2 separate regions of the Neogale vison genome follow, and region 2 is linked to region 1. The links are chromatin contacts, called in public Hi-C maps. All regions are on one chromosome and are shown on one strand. The core of a region is the stretch at or near the end of the contact, and the rest is flanking DNA. Distances in the headings are between cores, read along the strand shown. Region 1 holds the start of HECTD3 (E3 ubiquitin-protein ligase HECTD3). Region 2 holds the start of HPDL (4-hydroxyphenylpyruvate dioxygenase-like protein).

The links. Hi-C and Micro-C count contacts between places; a contact is called where the count stands out from the background.
Region 2: a contact with region 1 is called in a Hi-C map of fibroblasts, with 7 times the contacts expected there. The contact joins the promoter of HPDL here to the promoter of HECTD3 in region 1. A contact is called at or near these places in 3 of 3 Hi-C or Micro-C datasets (fibroblasts, muscle and tongue).

The regions. Positions count from the first base shown.
Region 1 is chr2:35,365,415-35,369,779 of ASM_NN_V1, reverse strand. It overlaps HECTD3 (E3 ubiquitin-protein ligase HECTD3), which reads left to right and starts at 2,014. Exons shown (of 21, transcript XM_044238097.1): 1 at 2,014-2,451; 2 at 2,634-2,794; 3 at 3,047-3,139; 4 at 3,219-3,354; 5 at 3,591-3,706; 6 at 3,793-3,906; 7 at 4,054-4,136. The coding sequence starts at 2,083.
Region 2 is chr2:35,680,229-35,684,593 of ASM_NN_V1, reverse strand. It overlaps HPDL (4-hydroxyphenylpyruvate dioxygenase-like protein), which reads right to left and starts at 1,957. Exons shown (of 1, transcript XM_044238105.1): 1 at 1-1,957. The coding sequence starts at 1,354. The coding sequence ends at 239.

The DNA of each region.
Region 1 (4,365 bases), core at 765-3,264:
TGATGGCCTGGAAATCCGAGAGTTTCAGCCGAGACTCACTTTTACTCCCATGCTCCATGATTCTAACAATCTTAGGCCTGGCGACCAGGCACACAGTGGATTAAAAAACCAAGCTCTACAGGGAAATGAAATAATTAAATATTTACGTTACCGGGGCACCTGGGTGGCTCAGTTGGTTAAGTGTGCGGCTTGTGATTTCGGCTCAGGTCATGATATCATGGGTTCTGAGACTGAGTCCTCAGTGGGACCCCACACTCCTCTGGGAGTCAGCTTGGGATTCACTCCCTCTGCCGCTACCCGGAACTCAAGTGTGCGCAGGCAAAGTGCGGTATCTCTCTCTCTCCTTAGAATAAGTCTTTTTAAAATATATATTTATATTACGTACTAAGAGGCGGGCACTATATATAGTAGATGCATAAGTTAACTGTGGTCACCAAGACAGCCCTTTCCTTTAAGAAGCTACAGACTGGTGGATCAGTGATCATAATAGTAAATGTTTCAAGAGGAAAAAACTAGAAGTAGCTAGCAAGGGCTCTTCCTGTAACTAGGGAAAGCAGTAGGGGTGTTCCAAATAGAGGGAACAGCAGGTGCAAAGAGAAGAGGCAAAAGAACAAATAGCTATTGTGGGAACCAGAAGACCCATTTGCTGGAATTAAAGAGGCTAGAGGTGTCTTCAGAGTCCAGGTCATGCATGCCCTTATGAGATTCACTTATCCACTTTATTCTATAGTAGCACCATAGCATACAAATAGCTTGGAGAGAAGGGAAGAGGGGCACTATGTTCCCAGCTTTCTAAGGAGAAAATAAAAGGAAAATCGTCAGAATTACACGGGATTAAAAATTATTTATTTTTTGATAACTTTGATTATTTGAAAACTAAATCAAAACAAAGTTTCCATCCAAATGTCCATCAACGGATGAATGGATAAACGATATGTAGTATATACATAAAACAGAGTATTAGTCGACCCATAAAAAGAAATTAAGTTCTATTCATGCTATGATATTGTTGCAATATTATTCTAAGTGAAATAAGACAGACCCAAAAGGAAAATATTATATGGTTCCATTTATGAAATATCTAGAATAGGCTAATTCATAGAGACAGAAAGTAGATCAGAGTTTATCGAGTAGGCCATGAGGAGTTATTGCTTAAAGAGAAAGCCCTGCTGTTTGGAATGATGAAAAAGTTTTGGAAATAGGTAATTGTACTCTTAAAGTGGTTAACTCAGCAAATTTACACTTATTTTACTACAGTTTTTAAAAATATATAAAAAACCATCATACATTTTAAATGGGTGACTTATATGGAATATGAATTATATCTCAAAAAAAACTTTTTAAAAAACTGTTTGCCAGGGAGGGTAGGAGACAAAATTTCCTTATACTTCACCAACAGCTCCTGTCCTTTTTTTTTTTTTTTGCCTCCATCCTATCTACCCACCTTGGACCTATCTTCCCGCCTTAGACCTTTCCTCTCATCTGGTTCAGAACTACTGGGAGAAACTGGATAATGATCACCAATGTCCTAGGATTAGAAGTAACAACCGGGATGAGCGCTGAACAACTCAAGGCTCCTATCAGTGGTAGGGCTAAGGAGGGGATTATTCTCCCAAATATTTTAGCAATACTGCCCCTAGGATGAGGAGCTAAGAGGATGTCTGTTAGATTTTTCGAGTCTTCTGGTTGTGTGTGACTCGTCAGGGTGGGAATGCAAAAACGGGCCAGAGAACCAGAAAAATGTCTGTTCCAATGATCCAGCCTAGATAGGATAGCGGTTCAATGAGGGTATAAAATGGTGGAAGCAAAGAGGACAGACAGGGAGAGATGGATCAGGTAAAGACAACTGAACTTGGGTCTGGATGGCTCCGCACGAGGCACATTGGTTTGTAGTAAGTTTAAGTATCTGAGTACACAGGGAAATACGGCAGGCGCGCTGGGTGCCCTTAGTCCAGAACTTACGGCGAAGGCTGGCCGAAGGCGGGGCCGAGCGTGGTGGGAAGCTTGGCAGCCTTCGCGGCTGCGGCTCCGGGAGCCGAACCGCCGCCCCTGGGCTCCTTTGGTCTCCTTTGCCACTTCACCATGGCAGGCCCAGGACCGGGTGCGGCTCTAGAGTCCCCGCGGCAGTTGCTGGGCCGCGTGCGCTTCCTGGCAGAGGCAGCGCAGAGCCTCCGCGCTGGACGGCCGCTGCCGGCGGCGCTGGCCTTCGTGCCACGCGAGGTGCTCTACAAGCTTTACAAGGACCCAGCGGGTCCGTCGCGCGTGTTGCTGCCCGTGTGGGAGGCGGAGGGCCTGGGACTGCGTGTGGGAGCGGCGGGCTCCGCCCCTGGTACCGGCTCCGGGCCCCTTCGTGCGGCCCGAGACAGCATTGAGCTCCGGCGCGGCGCCTGCGTGCGAACTACCGGCGAGGAACTGTGCAACGGCCAGGGGCTCTGGGTGAAGCTGACCAAGGTACTCCCTGGCCTGCCCTGGGCCCCGCAGAAGACCCCTGGCGCCAGGGCGGCTCCAGGCCGTTCCCTTCCCATCCCCCACCTGGAGGGAGCACTGTGTTCCGTGTCCTTTGCCTTGGGCTGGGCTGGGCAGGGCGCTGGGCAGATCCCAGACGGCTGTCCCCGTCTTGCGCGTCCCGGCAGGAGCAGCTGGCAGAACACCTGGGTGACTGCGGGCTGAACGAAGGCTGGCTGCTGGTGTGCCGACCGGCGGAGGGCGGGGCCCGCCTCGTACCCATCGACACTCCAGACCACCTCCAACGGCAGCAGCAGCTCTTCGGCGTGGACTACCGACCCGTGCTCAGGTCCTGCACTTGAAAGGGCGGGGCTTGCTGCGGGATTGCTCGGCCCCGAAGGGTTGGGAACTAAGCTGACACTGGCGGGGAGGTGGGATAGGGAGTGAAGGCAGGGTTAAAGGCAGGAAGGGGCGGGACCTGAATGGAGATGGGGTGGAGCTTCTGGAAGCCCAGTCTGGTGTGATGAACCTCTGGAGAAAGCTCCCTGGGGGTACCCCGCTGCCCACTGATGTCTCGCCGTCCCCCACTCCGTGCCCGCAGATGGGAACAGGTGGTGGACCTGACATACTCTCATCGCCTTGGATCAAAGCCCCAGCCAGCGGAGGCATATACGGAAGCTGTTCAGAGATTACTGTGAGTGAGCTGGGGTGGGATAGGGAGGAAGAATCTCCAGGTCTGGGCCTGGCCTAATTAGGGACTTGGGGTTGCTTAGCTATGTGCCCCCGACGTGGACCTACGAGTGCGACGAGGACCTGATCCACTTCTTGTACGACCACCTGGGCAAGGAGGATGAGAACCTGGGTAGCGTGAAGCAGTATGTGGAGAGCATAGACGTTTCCTCCTACACGGTGGGTTCTGGGACTCCTCCCACCCCAAGCAAGAGATCATTTCTTGCTAGATCCAGAACCCTCACCTTTAGGCAAGGGCCAAACCTGAATTCCCACAGGCCAGACCCAGTCCAGCACCCCATTTTGGAAGTCCTGTGGGAATGCCTAGACACTTCTACCCATACCGGCTGTGCTTTTAAGCCTCCATGTTCAGGGAGTGGGGTAAACACTGTCTCCACTTCTCTGCCCCTCCCCAGGAGGAGTTCAATGTGTCCTGCCTGACAGACAGCAATGCAGACACCTACTGGGAGAGCGATGGGTCCCAGTGCCAGCACTGGGTACGGCTTACCATGAAAAAGGGCACCATTGTCAAGTGAGTGGACTCTGAGGTAGGACAGAGTGGGTGGGCCCCATGCCTGTAAGTGTACAGACACCCATGTGCATCCTCTGACCACTCAGGAAGCTACTGCTCACAGTGGATACCACAGATGACAACTTTATGCCTAAGCGAGTAGTGATCTTTGGGGGCGAAGGGGACAACCTGAAGAAGCTGAGTGACGTGAGCATTGACGAGTGAGTGAACAGGCTGGTCTGGGAGGGAGAATGGGGCATGATCCTAGCAATGGGGCCTGGCCCCATTTGGAAGCAGAAAGTCAAGTGAGAGCCCAGCAATCCCTGAAGGCAAGGGGTACTCAGAGTGCCTCTCATCCATCTCGTCAGGACCCTGATCGGGGATGTGTGTGTCCTGGAGGACATGACCGTTCACCTCCCAGTCATCGAGATCCGCATCGTCGAGTGCCGAGGTGGGGCTTCAGGCTCTAAGGAGGGAAAGGGAGCCCCAGTGTATAGACAGTGGCTAGTTGGCAGTGAGTGTGGAGAAGCAATGGGCTTGGAGTTGTGATGGGGGGAATAGCTGAACTCTCTCTGGGAGGTGAAGCTTTGGGCCTGAGCCATGTGGGAGGCGCCAGGTAGGCCTGCCTTAAAGCTGCAGAGGTGGTTGGGCTGAACCTGGAAGAGGAACTGAGTTGGGAT
Region 2 (4,365 bases), core at 708-3,207, 310 kb before region 1:
CTTTACCATTCTTTGTGTTAGTTATAGACTACATAAGAACATTTCATAGTTTAAAGAAAAAAAAAATCCCACCTCTTTGGACCCCAGTGAGAGCTTCAAGTTCTGGTAGGTACCGAAGACATGGTGGAGTACCTGGCCCCTGGAGACAAAGCCCTTCACCCCAAGCCTCTGCAGGTGTTTCTCAATTCAGCTGGCCCTGTGCTCCAGGACAGGAGGCTGAAACCAGCCGTAACTTTCCTCAGGCTTCCCAGTCCCTGGTGGCTTGCTCCTGCACCGACTGCCATAGGGCCCGGATATTGCCCTGGCCAAAGCCTGTGGCCCCCTGCCTCTGAATCAGCTCCAGGAAGAAGGTGTCCTCTGGAAAGAGAGACTTGGTGAAGACCTGAAGCAGAAACTTGCCTTCATCGCCATCCAGCAGGATCCCCTGTCGGGCCAGCAGGCTAGGCTCATGCCCAGCAGCTAGGATCTGCCTTTCCTTGCCAGGCTGCTCGTAGTATGCTTCAGGAGGAGCCAGCAGCTGGCCCCCAGCTGCTGCTACCCGCTCAGTGGCTTCTACAATGTTCGGCGTGTAGAGCCCCACGTGCTGCAGTCCTGGTCCCCTGTGCCGGGTCAGGAACTGCTCCACCTGGTCCTGTCCACTAGAAGCCCCTGGTAGGGTCTCAGCCAGCACGAGAGTGGGGACAGCACTGCCTGGTGGGGTCTGCAGGGCTGTGAGCTTCAGTCCCCCTCGCCCAGATCCTGCTGTCACCTCGAGGCCTGTCTCGGGGTCCTCACCTGGACTCAGTGGCAGGTGGCGAAAATCTAGGCAGTCGTGGAACCAGCGCATCAGTGTGGGGGAGCTGCCAGGGATGCAGGCCAGGGTCAGGTGGTCCACGTGGCTGACCCAGCAGGGGCTGGCTGCAGAGGATACGGGCTGGAATCCGGGGAGGAAAGGCCCTCGGACGCCCGCACGCTCCAGGAGTGTCAGGCTGAGGTTGCCGGCAGGTGAGCGGACCACAGCGTAGGTGGCTGTGCCCTGCGTATCCCTCACGCTAACCGGGGGCACCGGCACGCTGCAGCCCTGCGCAACCAACGCCCGGGCGGCGGCGCCCGCGTCCGCCACGTCGAAACACAGGTTGGTGGCACTGGGCACAGCATGACGTGGGTCCAGGCCGTACAGCGGCTCCCCCAGCCCTGCGCCCTCGTTCACCAAAAAGACCGCGTCGCCGCTGCGCAGGGCCAACTGCCGCCAGCCTTCTGCCTCCCGCACGGCCAGGGGCTGGAAACCGAAGAGACGCTGCAGATCCTGGGTCAGGGGCTGCCCCGCGGGCACGTGGAAGGCAATGTGGCACAGACGACGGGCGTGCACGGCCATGGCGGTCCGGGTGATGACCCTGGCTTGTCCTTCCACCTAGTAGGGCCGCTCACCTGGCTTTTCAGGACTCCCGGATTCTCCGTCCCAGGTTTGTCGTCGGAAGCCAGTGGAATCCAATTTTGCCCGCAGAGCGCATTCCTCTCTTTTCCAAGGAAGTCTCAGATTCACCCCTTTGGGGCTCGCGGTTCTCCGCCACGCCCTCTCCAATCCGGAGCAGCGTTGGGACCACGCGGTCTGCGGGGCCAGTGGTGAAAACCACGTGGAGCCGGAGCTGGGGTGCAGCCGGAGAGAGGGGGCGGCGCCAGGGACCGCTGCTCACACTCTCCCCCTCCCAAGCAGACCGTGTCGTCAAGGGTACAGGGGGGACGCAGGACTGCCCTTTCCCAGAGCCTGTTTATGGGCCATGCCCTCGGGCACCGAGCCTCCCCTCTCCCACAGCCCCGGAGACCACAATAGCTGCCTTCACTTGGTGCCTGCGGCCGGGCTTTCGCTCCTCCCCTAAATTTAAGAGCAAAGGGAACCAATCCTAGCTGGGGGAGGAGCCCGAATTCCTAACCGCCTACCCCCGCCCCTGCCCCAAGCAAGGAATTTACCAGTGTCAAGTTTTAGCTTAAAAATTCTAGAGAATTTTGCCTTTGACGCGTAATGTTCCTTTAAAACTTTAAAAATATCAAAATATTTTTTTTACAGATTTTCTTTCCCTCCCCAAATTGGTCCAGAGAAACTGATGTTATAGGAAGATAGGTCATTTGTATGGCTCCTACAAACCTCTTTCTCTGTTAGTCTCTCAACTGCGCCTCTTTCTTCAACCCCACTTCTCTCTCAACAATCTTTGACCCTGACCCAAGCAAGATTTGGAGAAAAAAACTGGTGGCACAGGACCTGAAAGAAACAGCTGCATTAGTGTCCTTTCTCTCCCTCCTGACCCTAAAGGACTAGAACTCAAGCCCTCCTTGTAGCTTCCTGACTGGGTTTTGGGCCAGAGAAGCTTTCTATAGGCTTTTCTGGGCTTAAGAACCAGAATTGTGTGAGATCACTGGATTGAGTAGAATTGAGTAGATAGTAGGAGTCTTCTGAGACTTCAGCGGGTGGCTCTTGGAGGGTTTGGGAAGGGCACTTTAGGGGTAAATGGCATAAGCTAAAAGGTCAGGAATGCGAGCCAAACCCTCAGAGAAGCAAGAGCATAAGACTGGGGAGACATTTGGGATAGATGCTTTGGTTCCAGGCATTGCAAAGGAGATTCCTTTGTCAGGGAGCAGATATAATACCATTCAGTATTACGTCATCGGCAAGTTCATTGGCAAGAGGAAGAAGGATGTGATGGAGGCACAGGGCTGAGAAAAAGAGGTCTGGCTGCGTGTTTAGTCTTGTAGTCAGTTAGGCAGTACCAAGAAGCTGATCAGCAGTGGTAAAAGACACTTGGTGCTACTCTGCAGACTAGTTAATTGGAGAACATGGGTTCCAAAAGCTGGATAGACCCGGGTTTGAAAACTACCTCCAATATTTAGTAGCTGTATGACTTGGGGCAAGTTGCTTATCTTCTCTGAACCTTGGATTTTCTCCTCTGTAAAAATGGGAATAATAATAGTACCTACTTCGTAGGGTTGTTGTGATTAAATAAGAGTATATTCTGCAGCTGGCAAGGGGTCCAGGATTTAGCTTTTGTGCCGGAGCCCAGCTATGTGGGATCAGGACATACAAAGTGGGTTTGCATGTCACAAGGAGAGGGGCTGCAGTAGAACTCAGAATAACAACCACATTTGGACACCCCCCCCCCAAGGTTTGAGCACTGGGAAGGCTCTAGGAAGGCCCTGGCTTTGGTGTGGATTCTGAGGTTAGGGCCTCTGGGGCCAGCGCTCTGTGAGGGTTGGGGCAAAATAGGTTATCTTCTGTCCACGCTATCATGATCAAGGCCCCAGGTGAGCAGCTCTAGTGCCTCCAGGCCTTTGGTCCAGCCAAAGGGATTTCCACTCAAGGGCCCTATGTACCGACAGAGGGCACAGAAACGGGTCCCCTAAACCCATCACTTCCCCCCGGCCCTGAGGGAGAGGGTAGATTTCTAAAGGCCAAGAAGGGTCTGACTTAAAGAAAGGGAGATCTTAGTTAGGGCATATTGCCCTGCAACAGCACTGTGCTTTACCTTGACCCAGAGGCCATTTTGGGGGGCGGGGGGCGGAAAGGGTAGAGGTGGTCATTGATGTTGGTTCTCTCCCCCGCCCCTCCATGCTAGACTCCCATTCCTGCAGCCCTGCTGGCATCTGGGCTGTGACCAATGTAAGACCGCCATCTCCTCCCGGTCAGGACCCTGGGGCAACTTCCGCATGATGGCGTCCTCCGTGCCTGTCCGCGACTGCCTTCCTGCTGGGGCTATGGATGCTAAGGGTGGGCGCTGGAGGGCACGTAAGTCCGAGGGGTGAGGCGATGACGCTGCAGGAGGCCTCGTGCCACATCCGCCTTCCACAGCGGCCAGGTCAGCGGAGGTGCAGGGGTGGGGAGCCGGCTGTGGAGGTGCTATACATGTCCTGAACCTGTAAAGTCCCTTCCGCAGCTCTCAGCTCAAGCCCGGGGGCTGGCGGAGGTGCATGCTTCTCCCCTCAAAGCCTGACCTCACCTCTGTCCCGTCTCCCCTCTACCAGCCTGAACTCACATTCCTTTCCCGGAACTCACGCCTCTCAGGTCCCATCCCGTCACTCTCCTTCCCCCCAGGGCCAGGTGGGCGACTGTCAGCTGCTGTTCTTTAACATAACCTCTAGGTGTCACCCTTGCCCTCAGCTTAACCCGCTCCTCCCAGCCCCTTTGCTCCCCGCTTCTCGCGGAGGCGGCTCGGGTGGTTCTTTCCTTTCTCTCCGGTCACCGGCATCTGCCCCTGCCCCTCCTGATTTCGTTTCTCTCCGAGTCTGTGGAGTGCTTGACATTTTACAAAGGGTGGCCTGGAAGTCCTCACAGAGAAGGTGACTTTTGTGTGTGTATGCAGGTGTGGCAAAATACACATAACACAGTAAGATTTATCT